2 separate regions of the Mus musculus genome follow, and region 1 is linked to region 2. The links are chromatin contacts, called in public promoter capture Hi-C maps. All regions are on one chromosome and are shown on one strand. The core of a region is the stretch at or near the end of the contact, and the rest is flanking DNA. Distances in the headings are between cores, read along the strand shown. Region 1 holds the start of Rtp1 (receptor transporter protein 1). Region 2 holds the start of BC106179 (cDNA sequence BC106179).

Evidence for each region. Promoter capture Hi-C pulls out the DNA fragments that hold promoters and counts their contacts.
Region 1: a promoter capture Hi-C map of liver shows a contact between it and region 2, with 5 times the contacts expected there. The contact joins the promoter of Rtp1 here to the promoter of BC106179 in region 2. A contact is called at or near these places in 12 of 39 promoter capture datasets (the 3T3-L1 cell line, 3T3-L1-derived adipocytes, the C10 cell line and 5 more), 2 of 15 datasets of contacts at CTCF or cohesin (large pre-B cells and pro-B cells), 3 of 484 Hi-C or Micro-C datasets (liver, olfactory sensory neurons and uterus), 9 of 115 datasets of contacts at active chromatin or transcription factors (bone marrow-derived macrophages, craniofacial prominence, embryonic forebrain and 4 more) and 1 of 9 other capture datasets (adipose tissue).

Annotation. Positions count from the first base shown.
Region 1 is chr16:23,427,822-23,430,982 of GRCm38.p6, forward strand. Rtp1 (receptor transporter protein 1) reads left to right here and starts at 1,312. Exons shown (of 2, transcript NM_001004151.2): 1 at 1,312-1,629. The coding sequence starts at 1,358.
Region 2 is chr16:23,224,027-23,226,888 of GRCm38.p6, forward strand. BC106179 (cDNA sequence BC106179) reads right to left here and starts at 1,458. Exons shown (of 3, transcript NR_152126.1): 1 at 1,442-1,458; 2 at 1-418. St6gal1 (beta galactoside alpha 2,6 sialyltransferase 1) reads left to right here and starts at 714. Exons shown (of 8, transcript NM_145933.4): 1 at 714-1,203.

The DNA of each region.
Region 1 (3,161 bases), core at 62-2,561, 200 kb after region 2:
CAGCAGAGCAATACATCATACTGCCAGCCTCAGGACACAGTGACACATGTAGCCTCAGCCAGGACAGGCCCTGAGCCCAGTTCCATCTGGTGACCTCCTTCCATGCAGGGTGGAGCCTGTCTCTACCTCCCAAGCCATCTGCACACTTAGCCTCTGTCCTGACTCTCCCTGTGCAAGGTCAGCCCCACAGGGCCATCTTTAACCCTTTCCCCAGAGCCTGATCCAGTCCTTGCTTATCCTAGTAGATAGACCTACCTTCTACCCCTACTCCCTGCACAATCACTTTTACCATTTCTCATGTCCCCTTCATAGCAAGTTCTCTGGGAACTTTTTATTCCTTGCCTCCCTTGAGCCAGCATCCCTTGTTTAAACTTCGCTCCTTTTTTGGCCCCATTTTGTAGTCTCCCTGATTGGTCTGAATGCCTTCCCAATTTGGTTAGCGAGTTTGCCTTCTTAGGCTCCTGCTCTGTTTTATTTATTGTCGAATATTTCCAATGCTCTGAATCAAAGTGAATAAGAAGAGTTATTTTATTGTTAAAGATGTAAACAGTCTACAGGTTCATATATGCAGGCAGTGTTGCCTCAGATGTTTTTCTGCTGCTCTTCTGTAACGGACTTGGAAGGAGTCCTGTCTCACTGCCTGGCTGATGCAACAGCTACTACCTTTGTGCACAGGTGGCTGCTCTTTTAAGTGGTTCTCACAATGTGGAACTCAATACGTTATTGTGACCTGATATACATCCAGTTACAAGCACTTTGTGTAGGGCTTGACACATCAATATCCTTGAAATAGAAGAAATGAATGGGTTAGAATGGCTCATCATCAACTCTGCTGTTTATAGGGTAAGGTAAGTCTGAGGTTCCATATTGGTAGGGTGAATATGATTTATGAGATCTCAGATGATGTGTATCAATTGGGGGGGGGGTTTCAGGTACAAGATAGGCAGACGGAGACTACATTATGGTTCTACCTACTAACAAGTGTACATCTTCCCATCCCTTATTTCTCCTTGGCTCCCTAAGGCATAGTGGTTACCATAGCAGCCAGGTGCTGATGATGCCTCCAGGGTACAGCAAGGTAAAATTGAGCCAGCTCTTAAGTCCTTACTTTGCCATGCTGTTGCAGGCCAAGGTGAAATGGTCTGAAGTCTAGCCTTTTGTCAGGCCCCCAAACTATCTTGGATCATTTAGCCTCCTAAACCTTGCTTCTGTAGACTGCAATCAGGGCTCTGGAATACCCTTCCAGAGACTCTCCTCCCCAGGTTGTGTCTCCTGGCACTCTGCCTGGTTGCCTTGGAGATAGGTTCCACTGCGGACAAAGGAGGGAGCTGGGTCCTGCTTCCTCCTGATCCTGCCGATGAGGATTTTTAGACCGTGGAGACTGCGCTGCCCTGCCTTACACTTACCCTCTTTCCCCACGTTCTCTATAAAGTGTAGTTTGCCTCCTCTTCCCACTGACGAAGACATGTGTAAGAGTGTGACCACAGGTGAGTGGAAGAAGGTCTTCTACGAGAAGATGGAGGAGGTGAAGCCAGCGGACAGCTGGGACTTCATCATAGACCCCAACCTCAAGCACAATGTGTTGGCCCCTGGCTGGAAGCAGTACCTGGAACTTCATGCCTCAGGCAGGTGAGTAGCCCAGCAATAAGGAGCCCGAAGGTAGCCTCTGGAACCTTACTTAGCCTGGGGCATCTTCTACGGAGAGAGGACAAACAGAACCCATGCTTGCTGGGTCTCACTGTTAGGCCAAGGTAAACTAGAAGACAGGTAGTCCCTCAAAGGAGGTGGGGACCCTCAGTGTGAGTCTAGGCTTTCTGCTGATTGCAGGAGAACTTCTCTTCTTGTGGCTTCTCCACTTGGCAAATAAAGAGGTGGATCATACTTATGAGTTTCTGACTCTTGACAGCTTACACATTTTTAGATTTCAATGATGTCTTTAAGAGTAGCTGTGAACTGAGAGAAGAGGGGCTTAGGTTCACCAGGGCTCAAGGGAATCTGTGCTCTTGTATTGGGGATGTTTACTGGTTAATTCTGGTTAATTCAGCCCCATTTGGTTTAAAACAGTGAACACACGAGTCATGTTAGAAACTAACTCTGCGGTGTCTCCATGACACTTGAGCAATCCACCCCCCTCTCTGGGTTATGCTTTCTCCACTTGCTGAATGAAGGGCTATCCTAGAGCTTCACCTTCTGCTCCAGGCATGAATGATGGTGACAATTATCTAGAATTTGTTATGGCTGCTGAGTATTGGACCCTTTCCAGATTCAGCTAAGTACCCAAATTTTAGAAGGCTCCCACGTGATTTGTAGGTACAAAGATACCCGAGAATAGCTACATTCTAGTCCGTGGGTCCGGTCGATGGGTTTATTTTAAGTCTTTACTTTGGGGGCCTGAGTGAGGGCAGAAAGGTAGTACAGGTGTCTGGGTTAAAAGCGAAGGCCTCCCTGCTTAGCTTGGCTCATTCTCAAGTCGTCTCCTGCCAGCATTGCTGGACGCTGATTCTGACTCTCAGTAAATAAATGTGTGTACACCAAGGGCTCTTATGCTGTGTCTTGAACCAAAATGAACGATAGGTGATTTCTGTGGCCCCTACAGTTCTGACATGGCCTGAGTGAGGGAAATAGCTGCTAAATATGTGAATAAACCCAATGGCTAAAATGAAAACATGGGGCGCCTGGATCAGATGGTAGGAGGGTGCTGCTTCCCAGAGGTTCTTGTAGGGTAGGGTGGGAAGGATTTGTGGCTAACTTGGACTTGGTCACTGACTTGTGAATCCCTGCTGGCCTTAGTCAGTGGGAGATTCTGGCCCCTGGGGGAAGGTGGGTCATGTTGTTCTCACAGTGCCTCCACTTCCAGGACGTGGGAATGCATTAGCTCTGGGCCAGTGCTAGCCTGTTCAGTGTTGACAGGCTTCTGTATCTATTAGCCTGCAAAATTCAGATTTGCTATTGGACTTCCACACAGTATAGGCAGAGAGGGCTCACTTAATGTACCCAGAGCATTTTATAGATGAAGAATGAATTCATCAGAATTGGGATGAGGGACAAGGCCTGAAGGAACCAGGCTGAAGGGAGACTCGGACTCTGGAAAGCAACTAGGGAGCAAACCATTACTAGATGCCCGATGGCAAGTCTGGGAGACTGCTCTTGTCCCTTGGGCA
Region 2 (2,862 bases), core at 208-2,707:
ATCTTACTGTAGAGGCTATTTTGCTACACAGAAAACCCAGACCAGCAATTTTCTGCGTTCTTGGAGCTCTATTTGATTCCTCTCCCAGCTCAGAGGTGGATATTTGGGATGTGATTACTGCCTCAGAGTAGTCAAATCTCTTCTCTAGGATAGAAAGGACCGAAGGAGCGGCCAGATGGTGGCTTCCAGTTCTCTTACAGAGGAAAGTTTTCAGTCTTTCGGAAGTGGTCTGTGGGTAATCAGAGATGGTCAGACTGCCAGACTGCTTCTTCAACAAGATGTTTCCTCCTGACTTCTCCAGCAGCCGTATCCTAAGCCCAGTGGAAGGAAGGTGCCCGGCTGTCTTTACCTTTGTAACCGGGTCCTGCCTGCCTGCGTACCTACTGTGAGAGTTCCAGGTCGCAGGACTCCAGAACATCTAAAAAAAAAAAAAAAAAAGTTTGACAAGGCTGTGTACAGGATACACTTAATGTTGGGGGATTTTTGTTAAACTCTAAATACTACAGTCTAAGATGTATGTGTCCTACATAAAAATTTGAGTTTTCACAGGGGTTAAATGACTTGTTTGATCAGGATCACCCTGTGCAGAGCCAGGACAAGCACTCTGGTAAGAACGTTTTCGCCAGATAACACTGAATCCAATCCATCGGGACACGCAGGGGGTGGGGGTGGAGGCAGCATTTGGGCTTCCTTGCCTGCCGCATTGCTCCGCCCCAAAGGCTTGCTCTTTGTGGACAGACTGCAAGATTCCCTGCATTACGGGGAGCCCTAAGCAGGCACCTTTAACCTTGAGCCTGCTCGCTAGCGACCTCCAGAGGGCCAGGATGGTTTGGGACCGGTGTGATAGAGCACTTTTCTAGTTTTAACGACTCTATTTGCATAACGGAGACCAAGCGTCCTCCCGCCGGTCTGCCGTGCTTTTCTTCCCTCCTTCCCGGTCCTCTGTACCCTCATCTGTGCTCCCTCTCTGCTTCCCAGAAGATCCGTTCTCAAGGGGACTCACTCGGAGCTTGAGTCCCGGGCTCTTCTCCCTCGGCCCGGCAAGATCCAGAGGCACCTGGGGGAGTGGAGTTGAGCGCCAGCCTGGGTTGGGGAGCCGCCCTGGCACTGCCCGACCCTAACAAAGGGAATCGGACTGCGCGCCGTGCGAGCGCTCGGTGGGCTCAGCGACCGCAGCCGCCTTCCCGATTGAGAGAGCTGCAAGTGAGTAGGGGCGAGGCGGGCGGCACGGGTCTGAAGAAGGAGTGCAGGGGTGCGCTGAGAGGCAGCCCTAGCTGCGGGAGTAGGAGCCGCCGCCCCGGGCTGGGGATGTCTGTCGCGGGTCCAGGGGAGGGACCGCCTTGGCCTCCCCTCCCTAATCCCCCACCCCCACCCCCACCCCCCGGCACGCCAGCCTGCGCACCCATAACAAACCCACGTGTGCGGGGACGCAGGAACCTACACTGCAGCGTCTGTATTGTGTAAGGCGTTGACTCGCGGAGTGAGGGTCTCTTTAGATCTTGCCCACTTTGGTAACAGAGCAGGAAAACAAGCCCGGTGGAAGGAGAGGGGGAGCGCAGGCACCACAACAAACGCACGTGTGCCCCGGCTGAACCTCTTTTGGTCAGGTTATTGTTCCAGCCAAACCAACGGGTGCGGCGCTTGGAGGCCACCTACTACTGCTGGAGAGGTGGGGACCTTTCGCAGCGGTGCTCTGTGAAGGGACGGACTAAACCTGTTGATTTTTAAAGGAAAAAGAAAATACAAACAAGAAAGAGCCGACAAAAAGCCCCCACCCCACCCACACGTATGCTTCACCCATTGGCACGGGTTTGGAGGTGAAACCTACAAGCCCTCATCTCTTCTTCGAGATTTTCTTAAGAGTCGTGGGCTGAACTAAGGATCTGTAGGGTACCCTTCTAAAATAGACCCTGCCCGACACACCATTGTCCCCGTGCACTGGCGACTGCCCCTGTTGGGGAATCTCGAGCGCCTCCCTAGCTTGCTGAAAGAATAGTTCATTTTAACAAAATCCACCAGTGAGGTCTTGGGTTTTGCTTGCTCTTCGCCTGGGAGCTCCCTGTGGCTAGACATTTCAGGTGTCACTGGCCCTGGCCACACAAGGCCAACGGGGGCCCCTCGTCTAGACGGGGACGTATCGGAGGCTCGCAGAGGTAGGTCCACTGTTTGCTGTGCTTTCCCCTTAACTTTCACTCTGCTCACGCAGCCGGATTTTTAGCGTATTGAGGTCTGGGCTTGTCAGCTCTGAGGAAAAGTTGAGGACAGGAAGGGGGCGGTGAACGGATCCTAGGCGACCTGTGCAGGAGTGACAGCATTTTACCAATCTGATGCTGCACCTCGAGTAGTCCCTGTGGAGACTAACCTGTCTCTGAAGACAACTGGACAGCCTTCAACCGTGTACCTTTGTTATTGAAAAAATCCAGGCGACAGCTAGGGAACCTTTTTAATTTTACAGGCAGGAAGCTGAGGTCTGAGAGTTCAGCCCCTTGGGTCTTCCAACTGCTCGGCCTTCATCCAGAGGATTCTGCGGTCGGCTTAAAAGGCAGTAGCCTCAGGCAGGGCGGAGTGAAACAAAGAAAATAATTCAAATTGGAAACTGCGCCCTTCCATTATACCTTTCTAGAGTTCTCTGTTTTAGTGGAGAAGAGGGACTTAGCATTTCCCCCACTTCTCAGCCTGTCCCGCTTCATAACTTTGCTCTGCTCTCCTGGCTGCCCTCTTGTTCTCAAATTGAACTAGGGCCAACTGGAGAGGCTTAGATGTTTTGCGGGCGCTAAGAAGCCTTTGTTCGGGCAGAAGCTGGGGCTGTTGACATCAGCCCCGCTGGGAGGAGAGTGTCTCTTGTAGTCAGCTGCTTCTGAG